Regions from separate parts of the Oryctolagus cuniculus genome. Here region 1 is linked to region 2. Evidence: chromatin contacts called from public Hi-C data. All regions are on one chromosome and are shown on one strand. Each heading gives the region's core, a stretch centred on a gene start, on an enhancer-like site or on the middle of the called end of the contact. The rest is flanking DNA. Distances are from core to core; before and after follow the strand shown. Region 1 has its middle 54 kb from the start of PDLIM5. Region 2 holds the start of PDLIM5 (PDZ and LIM domain 5).

Region 1 (5,992 bases), core at 361-2,860, 52 kb after region 2:
CTTTCAAAGGCTCTGAAGACTCTCACCTATACTTGTGGGGAAGCGGACATTCTATGAGACAAACCTTGGGGAGATTTATATTTTATATAAATATAAACATAAATATATAAACAAACTATGTGATGTAAGTCATTTTGTATAAATCCTTTAATCTCACTGGACCTCAGAAAATGAAGGTTGACCCAGATCAGCATTGCCCAACCTATGACCTCCAGATTTCAGAGAATTCTATCCACTGCCAACTGCCCAAAGGTGCAACTACAACTCATGCATTATTCGCCTGAGTCCTGCTACCCCATGAGAAAGGCTGTGGACTTGTTCTTAGTAAGGGTGGGAATGGCTGGTACAGGTTACGGAAAACAGGCTGCTAGCTCTCTGTTAGCCTGTGACCCATAGAACTGTCTTCTGTATTTATCAAGAGTAAGAGTATTTGACAACAGTAAGAATAATTGCTTCTTTTTTTTTTTTAACCATACAATAGCCTTGAGGCCTATGAAAGTATAATATATTTCTCCCTTATTATATGATGGTTTCTTAATTGACACAGAAATTGAATGCTGCCTTTTGGGTAAGTTTGTTTCCTTCGGTGTAGATATGTGATCCTGATTATATTTGGTACCCCTCCTTGATAATAAATAATCTACCATGGATGTCCTATTTAATTAATTGCATCCTCTGGTTGATAAATTCCAATGAGAAACCAGTGCTGAACATACAGTAATTTACTTTAATAAAAGATGCAATTTGACTTTTCCCAGAATTGAGCAGTGGAGTTTCACCATCAGTTAACATGAGCTATGGAATCTTGGCTCTCTTCAGAGCTGCATGTGGCCAGATACTCTTGTATTAGCGCCAGTAGATACCTCATCTATGATGTCAAAACTCGCAGGAAATTTGAGCTAAGAATGTGTGTTACGCACTCAGGAGGACACCAAAGGAAGAGGTTTAGGTCATACAGACAGACTGTATTTGGAATTGACGTCTTTGAGAGATCAAACTGCCACTGATATTTTAAAAACTTTAACCATGATACATCTTTAGAGGAATATCATAGGCAGCTACATACAAACTTGTATCAGATGTGCTCATGGAGGAATGCCAGGGACTCTCGCCTTCTAATCATACCCTGAAACTGTTCATTTTCCATTTCTAAGAGTGGGTTACTTTTTTTTAAAATCTAACTAGAAAATAAGATGTTGCCATCTTGAAAGTGGTGGTTTGGGGGCCTAATACATAAACTCAGTGATTCCCTTCGTGTAGACCCCAGAACTTGTGCCGTAGGAAAGAAGTAGACTGTGGATATACATCAGAGCCCATGAATGAGCTGAGGCAGTGAGCCTGAACTGTGACTGTTGAGATACTATTTTGAATGTTCCCACTGCTACCTTTTCAATGCATCATGTTGTGGCTAATATTATATTAATTCATTAAAACTACATTACTGAAGCTATAATTTTTAAATAGCATTTTTGATGTTACACGTACTTTAACTCACCCACATTGCTTGCCAAGGTCCCTAACTTTGAAAACGTTGGGAACCACCATCTTAGTGCACTTCAGGTGAGTGACAGGCTGGTGGACAGCTATTTTGAGCAAAGGGGCTGTCTTGTCACAGCTGCCTGTGTACTGGATAAAGGGCAAAGCAAGCCTTGAGAAGGAGCAATCCTATTTAGAACTCAGCTGGCCACAGGCTACATTTTACTTGTCACTACAGTACATGGTGTGACCAACAAGTTCTTGCTCAGATCCCAGGTGTCACCTTATTTCTGAGCTATTGAACCAAAAATAACAATAAAAAAGGCAACAGATTCTAAATGTTCTACCAAGATTACAACTCTCAGGTATTTTACCTCTAAATTAGTGGAATTTCATAGTTAGTAAAACTACATAGCAGGTGTTTTCTGTAGGAAGAGAAAATGAGCAGTTACTGGCCAGAATAAATACTAAAACCACTATCTGTATAGGAAGTCAAACTGAAGAGTGACGGCGGTGGCAAGTGAGGGGACTGCTGCCCTCTAGTGGTGACCTCTCCCTCTCTCACTTCACGTGGAGAACGTGTAAGCAAACTTGGTCAACTGCATCTAAAATACCAAACCTGTGTAGTGAAACATCAGCCCTTTTCAAGTTTTTGGGAGGTTATGACATAAAAGGAAAGGCATTGGGAGGAGACAGGTACTGAGTCTAAATCTATAGTCTTAAAATGCCACTATATTTTACTTAAAGTATGTCTCAAATTTTCCTTTTCCTTTTTCTGATTTAATATGATGTCTCTATTTGCCCCAGTCTTTCTGTTCTTGATGTTGGTACTTTAACTTGGATGGTGGTAATAAATGTGTATCTGGTTCCTAATGCTTACCTCTGCCCTCATCTATCTTCAGTTGTGCTACTAAATGATTTTTCCTAATACCCTAATACCTTTACATCAAAAATGCTATTTAAAAATTACAGCTTCAGTAATGTAGTTTTAATGGATTAATATAATATTAGCCACAACATGATGCATTGAAAAGGTAGCAGTGGGTATTAGGGTTGATGTTGTGCAGTTAGAACTTGAAATTGTGCTTCAGCTTTCAATGCCTCCATTCAGAATTTACATTGATTTTACCTGCTTATTTCCTAGTATTTTCACATCATCCTCTCTAGTATTCCTGATCAGCCAGCTACTCAAGTGTGTTCCTTCACTGTTCAACACACATGAGCTGTTCTTAGTCTCTACCTTTTTTCCCCAAGGTTCTTCCCTCATTTATCCACTCCTAACCCTGTGTCCACAGAGTCCTCCCATGTGTCCAATTCCCACCCATTCTCTGAGAGCCATTATATGCCATTATTTCCGTGAGGACTTTCTTAAACTAGTATGGCCATAATAACTTGTCTCGTAATTCCTATGGCCTATTTTGGATATACCATATCTTTTGGTGCTTGATTTTTTTATAAGAGGAAGTTACATCATCATACTTATTCCATGACATTACTCTTCAGTCTCATTCTGGTCAAATTTTATACTGCTGGTTGCAGATTACTGTAATAATGTCCCCACTTTGTTCATGCCTCCTTGTATCCATGCTTGTGAACAGACTCTTCTATAATGAATTGGGACTTATAAATCTGATATAAAAAATGTGACATAATTTGGGCAAATAGACAATAAGCAAATGTGAAGCAAAAAGAGACTTGGAAAATGTTGTGCACTGAGGACTACCTTCCCTTGTTTCTTGTGGGAACCCTGTGACACTCATGTAAAAACGTTTGGGTTATCCTGACAGACACACTTGGCCCAGTACTCCCTGTTCCCCAATTCAGCCAGTACCAATTGCCAGACATGTGACTGTGGCTATCCTAGACTGAAGCTGCATGTTTGAGCCCAGGAAAGACCAGCAGAAGAACTGGAAAACTGACATTGCCAGCTGGCACTGTCAACTGCAAAATAATTCTTGTCTTAAGTGAGTAGTTTAAAGGGAACTTGTTTTGCAGCAAAAGCTAACTGATATAACACTTATTTGTTAGCCAATTATTACTTGAGTGTTAGATGTGCTGTAATGTGAGCTGAGAACAAGAACTGTGACATTTTTTCCAAAAAAATCTTCAGAATTTTAAACAGTGCTAGGCCTATAAGTAATACTGCATAGACATTTGAATTAAATTTTTCCTCTAATAATGTTAATATAGCTTGATTGGTACCAGGAAACGAGACTGATGAGCTTCAGACACAATGACATCAACTGTATTTTCTAATTTTAGGTACAATTTTTTCTTTTAAAACACATAGAAACAGAGAGAATAGCTATAGTTAAATGCTAAACATTCAGTAAGTCAGCTGAATTGTAAAAGGGGAATTGGTATACTCATAACTTTCCAGTATATTTGGAACCTTTGTTCAAAATAAAAGACAAGAGAAAATAAGTAAGAGTCATACTCATCCAATAAGTTAAACATTTCACTTATAAAAGATCTAGGTCACCGTTTAAAATGAAAGATCCATCGGACATCACCACCAGGTTGCCAGTTCCTCCATTAGCGCCACTGTCATCGTTCATTATCCTAAGGAATTCATTCCTCAGAGGAGGATTAGGGAGGGAAAAGCTGAGGAAGCCTTCAATGACTGCTGCAGATTGAGTGACCAGAGACGAACCTGGGAGCTTTCAGGCTGAGCAGATCCTCTAACGTTTGCAGGATTTCCAAGTAGATTCCAAGAGCAGATGGTTGCCAACGCTTTTCTTAAAAGTAGGATGGTGACCTACCTCATTTTAAGAAGATGACTCTCCGCGATGAAGAGCTTTTGCGTTTCAGTTAATAAGTAGTTAAAGAGGAGAGGAGAGGGAGTGTGCTGTATTTCCCTGTCTTTTAGTAGGAGGCTCAGAATTTAAACTTCAAGCACACAGAGTTGTCCTATGTATTCAGAGCACTTCTCCCTGTGGACTGAGCCATGGGATCCTCAGGAATTTAGTAGAATGACCCCAGTTAAAATGTAGCTGGCATTCTCTGACTTCTGTGCTGTTAAGCCTGCGTACAAATAAGAAAAACCATCATTTTCTGCAAAAACTCTGGAATGCTACTGACCAACTTGGGATATTTATTATTCCAGGGAAACTTTTTACAGGAAGCTTAATCTTCAATTACAAGCTGTCAGAGACATTATTTTATTAAAATATATAAGAATGAATTAAAGCAAAATAATCTGAAAATAAACTTCAAATGCTTAGTTCAAAATCCTGCAACAGAATGAATAACTACAAGTGTTTTAGGCATTGACTGAAACATTTTTTTTTTCAAAGAAGCAGCAGTCTAAAAAGATAACTAATTTTGTGCAATGATAGAGATTGGACTTGTTAAATTAGTGACTCTTTTCCTAGGTATTCTTCCATGAAAGCATGGAATTCAAAGTTAGAAATGTTAATGTCACTGCAGTTGATGCAATTAAGTTCATATCACAGGAATAGAATCGTTGGTTAAATAAAGACCAAGTAGAGAAAATTCTGGTTTAAATAGCATCTTCCTTAAAAGCATGCTATGCTTCCAATTGCTGATGGAAAATAATGGCCACAGATAAGACAAAACCCTTCAGATCCTTCTCTAGTTCTGCACTGCGCTGAGCACAAAGGCAAACAGCTTCAGAAGTGCCAGGTCTCTACGTAACATCAGTTGACAGAATCACAATCAGAACACATGTGCCTGAGGACTCGGTTTACGTGGACAAGTTCAAAGTGCGTATCTAAGCAGAGTAAGCTATGGTTAAGTTTACAAAGATTCATACTCTCAAGAAAATAGTCTCTCATTTTGATTTTAAAACAAGGACTTTGCATAGACTTGTCGTGAAGAAATGATGAAAGTTTGAGGTGATGGATATACCAATAACTTGATTTGATCATTACTGATCAAACGTCACATTGTACCTCAGCAAGATGTGCAATTATTACAATCGATCAATAAAGCAGTGATCCCAGACTTGAGCTGGAATAGAGGTAGGGGAAACATTTCTATTTAAAGGCTCAAAAATCAAATTTCTAGTGTGTTTTGCAATTTTCCCCCAGTATAAATGAGGAAACTGATGTAGCACCTATTGTTTTAAAATACGTTCTACCCTTTCTGACTGAGCCGAGGCTCCACACACTTAACTGTGCCTCGTTGAGCTCCATTCCTGAGCATTCCACCCTGTCACCAGTTACAAGTGACGAGGCATGTCCTGGTTTCTGTCTATTTATAGAACACAGGCGATGACCACAAGTGACAGATGGTGTTCATGTTAGCTGAGACTCGAGTGAAAGTTCTAAACTCTTAGCTTTAAGTGAACGAGAAGTGGGCTCCTGATTAACTATTCTTTTTTGCTAAACAATTTCTATCATTATCTGCCTAGCTATCAGCTAGCCATCTATCTATACTCTTAGAACTGGGAGAAGCACGTTACCTGCTCTGATCCAGTAAACAAAGAAAGAATTGCAAACCTCAGGACCAGCATTGGGGTACAGCAGGTTAAGCTGCCACCTGTGATGCTGGC
Region 2 (5,736 bases), core at 2,813-5,312:
GGCTGGCGCACTGTGGCCAGCGCACCACGCTGATGTAAAGCCAGGAACCAGGTGCTTCTCCTGGTCTCCCATGGGGTGCAGGGCTCAAGCACTTGGGCCATCCTCCACTGCACTCCCTGGCCACAGCAGAGAGCTGGCCTGGAAGAGGGGCAACCGGGACAGAATCCGGCACCCCGACCGGGACTAGAACCGGTGTGCTGGTGCCGCAGGCGGAGGATTAGCCTATTGAGCCGCAGCGCCGGCCTACTCAAAAGTTTTTAATAAACAACATTTAGATCGGAGAGGGACAGCTAAAATTCCATACCGCAACCTTTTAAAGTTATATATGCAGAAAGTACAAAGTCCAGAGAATTGGCCACACAAAATTTTAGGGTCTGTCCTCAATTAAATGCTTTTCCATTTTCCTACTGATAATATGGGGTTGGGGGAGTGAAATAAAAAGTAAACTAAAATGAAATCATTTATCCTTGCTAAATCTCCTCTCCCTTCCTTCACTATAGATAACTAAATTTGCCAAAGTCAGATCCTACAAGCAATCATAATAAAGTACAGGTCAACAGAGAATTCAACAATGAGCCCTGAGGTTTCGAGCGCCACACACTGAATGAACATCTGTAATAAAATCTGTAAAGTCTGCTTACACTAGAGATTGTCAGAGGCATGTTGAAATCCTTGCCACCTTGCAGTCGGAAACCCCAAGGAGCTGGGCCAACCAAGGACACGCTGTAGTTGCTCATGGTTCTAATGGCTGAAGGGCCAATGCCAGAAAATGTAAGAAACTGTAAAAGAAAATTAAATGGTTACCAAAAATGTTTATTTGAAACCTTACTACACATTTAAATGTATTTAATATAAAGCCAACTTAATTATTTTAATAAGTCTATTAAGTTCCTCACCAATTTCAGCCTAAGAAAAGGAATGTATAAGCTAATAAACAGTTTTTATACTCAAGTCAATTTCCATAGTCTAAAAATTCTGTATCAGAATATATTTCTAGACACTTACTTGACCAGTTTTACAATTTGCTACAATCCAATATTCTAGCTTCCTGCACACAAACTTTAATTCAAAGCACTTTACAACACCTCATTAATGTATATAAGAAAAGCAGGATTTTATTTCAGGTTTAACTCAAAGTGATTTTCCCTTTCCTTCTACCTCATACATTCTTTTGCCTGCAGTTGGCAAGAGTCCTTCAATTTCACTTACTTAAATTCTAAGCTATTCTAACACATGGACAGGGCTGCAAATCAGCAGGCTCCCATTCATGCTTTCCAAACACTAAATCGTTTAAAACAGAAGATGCTTTCCTGTGCACAAAACTCTTTTCTCCAATCATGAACTACAACTCGTATTTCCACTTCCAGGGACATGGTATCTTCTATACTTAAAGTAATATTCACTTCTCCCTCAAATAGGCAATGACAAATGCTTGAGTATGGTGACATTTAGGCAGAAGCGGCTTTTCGTTTCATACACATTTCTCACAGGGAGGGGTGAGCACTCACTGAATACAACTATGACTGAATGCCATAGGACCACAGGGTTAACATTTACACATGAAACTGAACTGAGATTTAAAAAAGAATCAGCACCTCAGTGCTTTCTTTTTTTCCTTTTTTTTTTTTTTTTTGCTTGTGCTCCTAATGACTCTCAAGGTTGTACTTTAAAAAAAAAAAAACGAAGTCTGATTGGGTGTTTTGGTTTTTATAGGGATGGGAGAAATTGGGAGGAATGGAGTTTTTTTTTTTTTTAATGTAATACTAAGAAACATAACAGGTCTCTCCTTTTAAAAGTATTAAAAATATTAACAGGTGTATAATTTTAAAATTATTAAAAGACACTTTAGGAAGCAGCCATTTAAGACACACTTCCTTGGAAAATCTGAGCTGTTCAACCAAATTCACTTTATATTACCTGTCTTGACATATTTTTCCACTTTTTAACACACTGAAAATTACTATCCCTTCACACCAGATTCAGAGTGACAGATGCAGCTATTCAAACTTAAAGCAAACAGATTCCTTCTTCTCAGAAAGGGAAAATTAGACCCAACTTTCAAATAAGCCTGGATCTTAAAGAAAAATTAAATCAGGGAAAAATCTGCACTGTATCTACTTAGGCACTAAATGAGCTTTTCCATGGCGTGGAAGTACATTAAACTAGCAGGCAATAACACATTACTTCAGTACTGAAGTAGCAGACACAGGCACTAAAAAGACCCAAAGCCACGCCAGAAGTTAAACTGTTGCATGTAGGTGAAAAATTAATAGCGGGGAGGTGGTGTTTTCCTGCAATACAAAAGACGATCTTCATTAAAACTAGTAGCGTAGTCGAGAAAATCTTGCTATTGGCACACGTGACAAATCAGAATCATGTAAAGCCAACTGACTTTCGCAGGCTGCCTGCCCTCCTTTTTTTAATCTTTAACTTCTAGCAGGGGAAGTATGTGAACTTTAGGCTCAACTTCCTCTAGCCCATTCTTCCCTACAAGAAAATCTATTTAATTTATATATCAAGCCATCGACATGCAACTTCTCTTAACTTGGGGACTCCCTTCCTGACCTCTCCCACTTGTTGTCAGAATTTATAGGACCTGCAAGGTCACAGTCACAGGACGAGGCCAGAGTCTTTGCACTTGTAGCCAGCGACATCTCCAAGCTGGACTCTCCTGCTAGCGTCACCTGCAATTCATTTGCCTTCAAGACCTTCTGATCCCTAAGCCATGGCAATAGTTGTAGTGGTCTTTTCCGGGTCTCCTCCCTCTAGCTATTAGTGACCAAATCCTTCCTAAATAAGTGAGTCAGCAGGAAACAGCAACCTGCTTTGAAACACAGAAAACGTGGGGATTCCTTTCGGGTGAAGTCTACACACTAACTTCACTTTAGGACTAGGAAACTTGGTATTGCCACATTTGTACCCGAGCTTCTTAGGGTGGAGAACTTGCGATGATCTGCACCAAGTGACAAGTAGAGCCTGAAATTAGGAAGAAATATCTTGAGGTTCCCTCCCCCGGCCCCTGCCCTCCAATAGAGGGATAATGGAGCAGAGCTACAGAAGCCACAGGCGTAGGACGAAAAGTAGCCGACGAGACAGTTTCCAGCCGAGGTTCGCGCCTCGCCCTGTTGGCCAAATAAGGCTCCCGGGCGCGCTGCTTCCGTGGCAGGCGGGTTCAGACGTCCTCGCGGTCAGGGAGGCGGACCTGGGATAGGAGCCGGCGATCACACCCTAGACCTGCCCTGCCCAGCGCAGGCTACGGATTTTCTTTCCAAGTTCTGCCCAGTCCATACGCCCTTCCTTTTTCCACTTATTGTCAAACGCACCGCCTTGCAAAAGCCCCAACAATTAGGCAAGTTGTTTTTTTTTTTTTTTTTAACGAGCTTTATGTCTGGGCGCACAAGTTTTCCCTGAACAGGTTACACAACTGTAAATACTGGGGGTGGGGGGTGGGGATGAAGGATCCTCAGGACCCTGAGCGCACACACACACAAAAATAACTCACGTCTTCCCCCAAGGGGTTGGCGCAGGTCGTGGGGAGACCCGAGGCGGGCCGCCCAGCCACGCCGGCAGCCGGCAGGGGAAGGTCGGCGCGGCGGGGCTCAGGAGCCCCCCGGAGCCCGCCCGCACCACCCCCCAGCCTCCAGGGCGCTCCTCCCGGCCGACCCGAACTGCCAGGGCTAGCCCTACAGCCTCACGCCCACCCCCGCACTGCCTCTTCCCGGGAGCTCCTCTCGCCCTGGCCGCTCTCCCACCTCCGCCGCTCCGCGCCCAGAAAGCACCTGAGGAGCCGCCCCGGCCCGAGGTGCGCCCCTTCCTCCTCCTCAGCGAGCCGGCCCACGAGGAGACCAGCTTCTCCCCTCCTCTCTGCCACAGAGCCGAGACGCGCATCTGCAGCCGCCGGACACTCACCTCGGGTCCGGCGCGGCGCTGCCTCCGCCTCAGACGAGCGCTGACAAGTGACTGGCGGTGCGTGCGCCGTCCCCGCGGCCCGCGAGAACTTCCGCCTCCCGGCGCGGCAGCCCCGCCCCCGGCCCTGGGCACGCCCCTTCGCGCCAGGCCACGCCCCCAGCCGGGCAGCGCGGTGGGGCTCCGAGCCCTGACCCAGAAGGCGAAGGGGGTGCCCGGGGCGCGCGCGTGATGGGGCTGGCTGCAGCCGCTGCGGAAAACAATTGCGCTATCGAGTTTCGGTGGGAGTAGTGTGAGGGGATTTCAAAGGGGACCTGGCAAAGGGCTAACCTTCTGCGTGTCCGTTTTGCAGGAGGGTGCACTTCTCTGCCCAGAAAGTTGTATTGGCCAACAGTTGCTCTGGCTAAAAATAGAAGAGGACTTTGGCTACATCCCTATCTATGCAAGTTCAGCAGCTACCGCCTGGATTCTTCTGAGAGAAGTTGTAGGCTCCGAGAAGAGCAGACCCTGAAAGCTGCTTGTCGGGAAGGTGAAAATCGGTAGCCCTAATCTGCAGCACTGAAATCTAACATCGCGCGACAATGCTGCAACCACTTCATCTTGAACTTGTTTTTCTATATCCAGATCCATAACCTGCTTTCCTCCTTCTGAAAGTTTCCTCGATTTTGACGAGGAATTTATTCCTAGGCAAATGCGGATAATGAACTTGGAATACCCGGAAAGTAACTTGTAGATTCTTTTGCACTGCGAATTGCCTTGTAAATGTGAAAAGAACAATTCTTTCTTTCTTCCTTTCCCCTCCTTCCCTCCGTCCTCTCCCTCCCTCCCACCTTCCCTTCCTCCCCCCCTCCTTCTTTTTCCTAACAGAGAGATCTCCCATCCACTGGTTCACTTCCCAGATGCCCACAATAGCCAGGGCTGGGCCCAGAACTCCGACCTGAGCCATCGCACAGCATTTTCCAGGATAAGGGAACGGGAGAAAGGAAACTGGATCAGAAGCAGAGCCAGGACCAGAATCCAGGCGCTCAGATTGCTGCAGTCCCAAGTGGCCTCTTAAGGACTGGGCCAATTAAACTTCCCTTATAGGAACAGCTCTTAACCAAGCGACATGGAAGCAAGGCTGAACTTGGTGAGGTCTTTGAACCCTCTAGAAGTGACAACAAAAGGTTCAAAGCTGCTATGTCCAAATCAGTAGCCACACGTTCAGTGGCTGTTGGACAGTTGAAACATGGTTACTGCAACTGGAAAACGGAAAGGGTTTTCTTGCTTTATATCAGTTTAATTAATTGGACATTTTAACTAATTGGAATTTCCAAATTGAAGCAGAATTATCTCCATTAAACACAACTTTCTTTGGGGAGGACTATATTTCACTCTACTGTTGAAAATTCAGTGCCAGTGGAGGATGGCTCAAGTGCTTGGGCCCCTGAACTCGCATGGGAGACCAGGAAGAAGCACCTGGCTCCTGGCTTCGGATCTGCACAGCGCTGGCTGTGGCGGCCATTTGGGGAGTGAACCAGCGGAAGGAAGACCTTTCTCTCTCTCTCTCTCTCTCTCTCACTATCAAACTCTGTCAAAAAAATTTTTATTTATTTATTTGAAAGGCAGAGTTATAGAGAGAAAGAGAAAGAGAGGGTGAGAGAGAGAGAGAGAGAGAGAGATAAAAGCAGAGACAGAGAGATCTTCCATCCAGTGATTCTCTCCCCCAAATGGTCACAACTGCCAGGGTTGGCTGATCGAAAGCCAGGAGCCAGGAGCTTCTTCTGGGTCTCCTGCTTGAGTGCAGGGTGCCAAGTATTCGGGCCATCTTCTGTTGCATTTCCAGGCACA

What was found. Hi-C and Micro-C count contacts between places; a contact is called where the count stands out from the background.
Region 1: a contact with region 2 is called in a Hi-C map of psoas muscle, with 7 times the contacts expected there. The contact joins the enhancer-like site here to the promoter of PDLIM5 in region 2. A contact is called at or near these places in 5 of 6 Hi-C or Micro-C datasets (ear pinna, embryonic fibroblasts, liver and 2 more).

Annotation. Positions count from the first base shown.
Region 1 is chr8:71,067,646-71,073,637 of mOryCun1.1, forward strand. No RefSeq gene overlaps it. Among named protein-coding and RNA genes, the nearest start is that of PDLIM5, 54 kb to the left of the region's middle. Within about 2 kb of position 1,611, at least 3 of the 8 cell types and tissues checked have an H3K27ac peak or open chromatin away from gene starts, as enhancers often do.
Region 2 is chr8:71,012,915-71,018,650 of mOryCun1.1, forward strand. It overlaps PDLIM5 (PDZ and LIM domain 5), which reads right to left and starts at 4,063. Exons shown (of 16, transcript XM_070047851.1): 1 at 3,910-4,063; 2 at 642-779. The coding sequence starts at 737.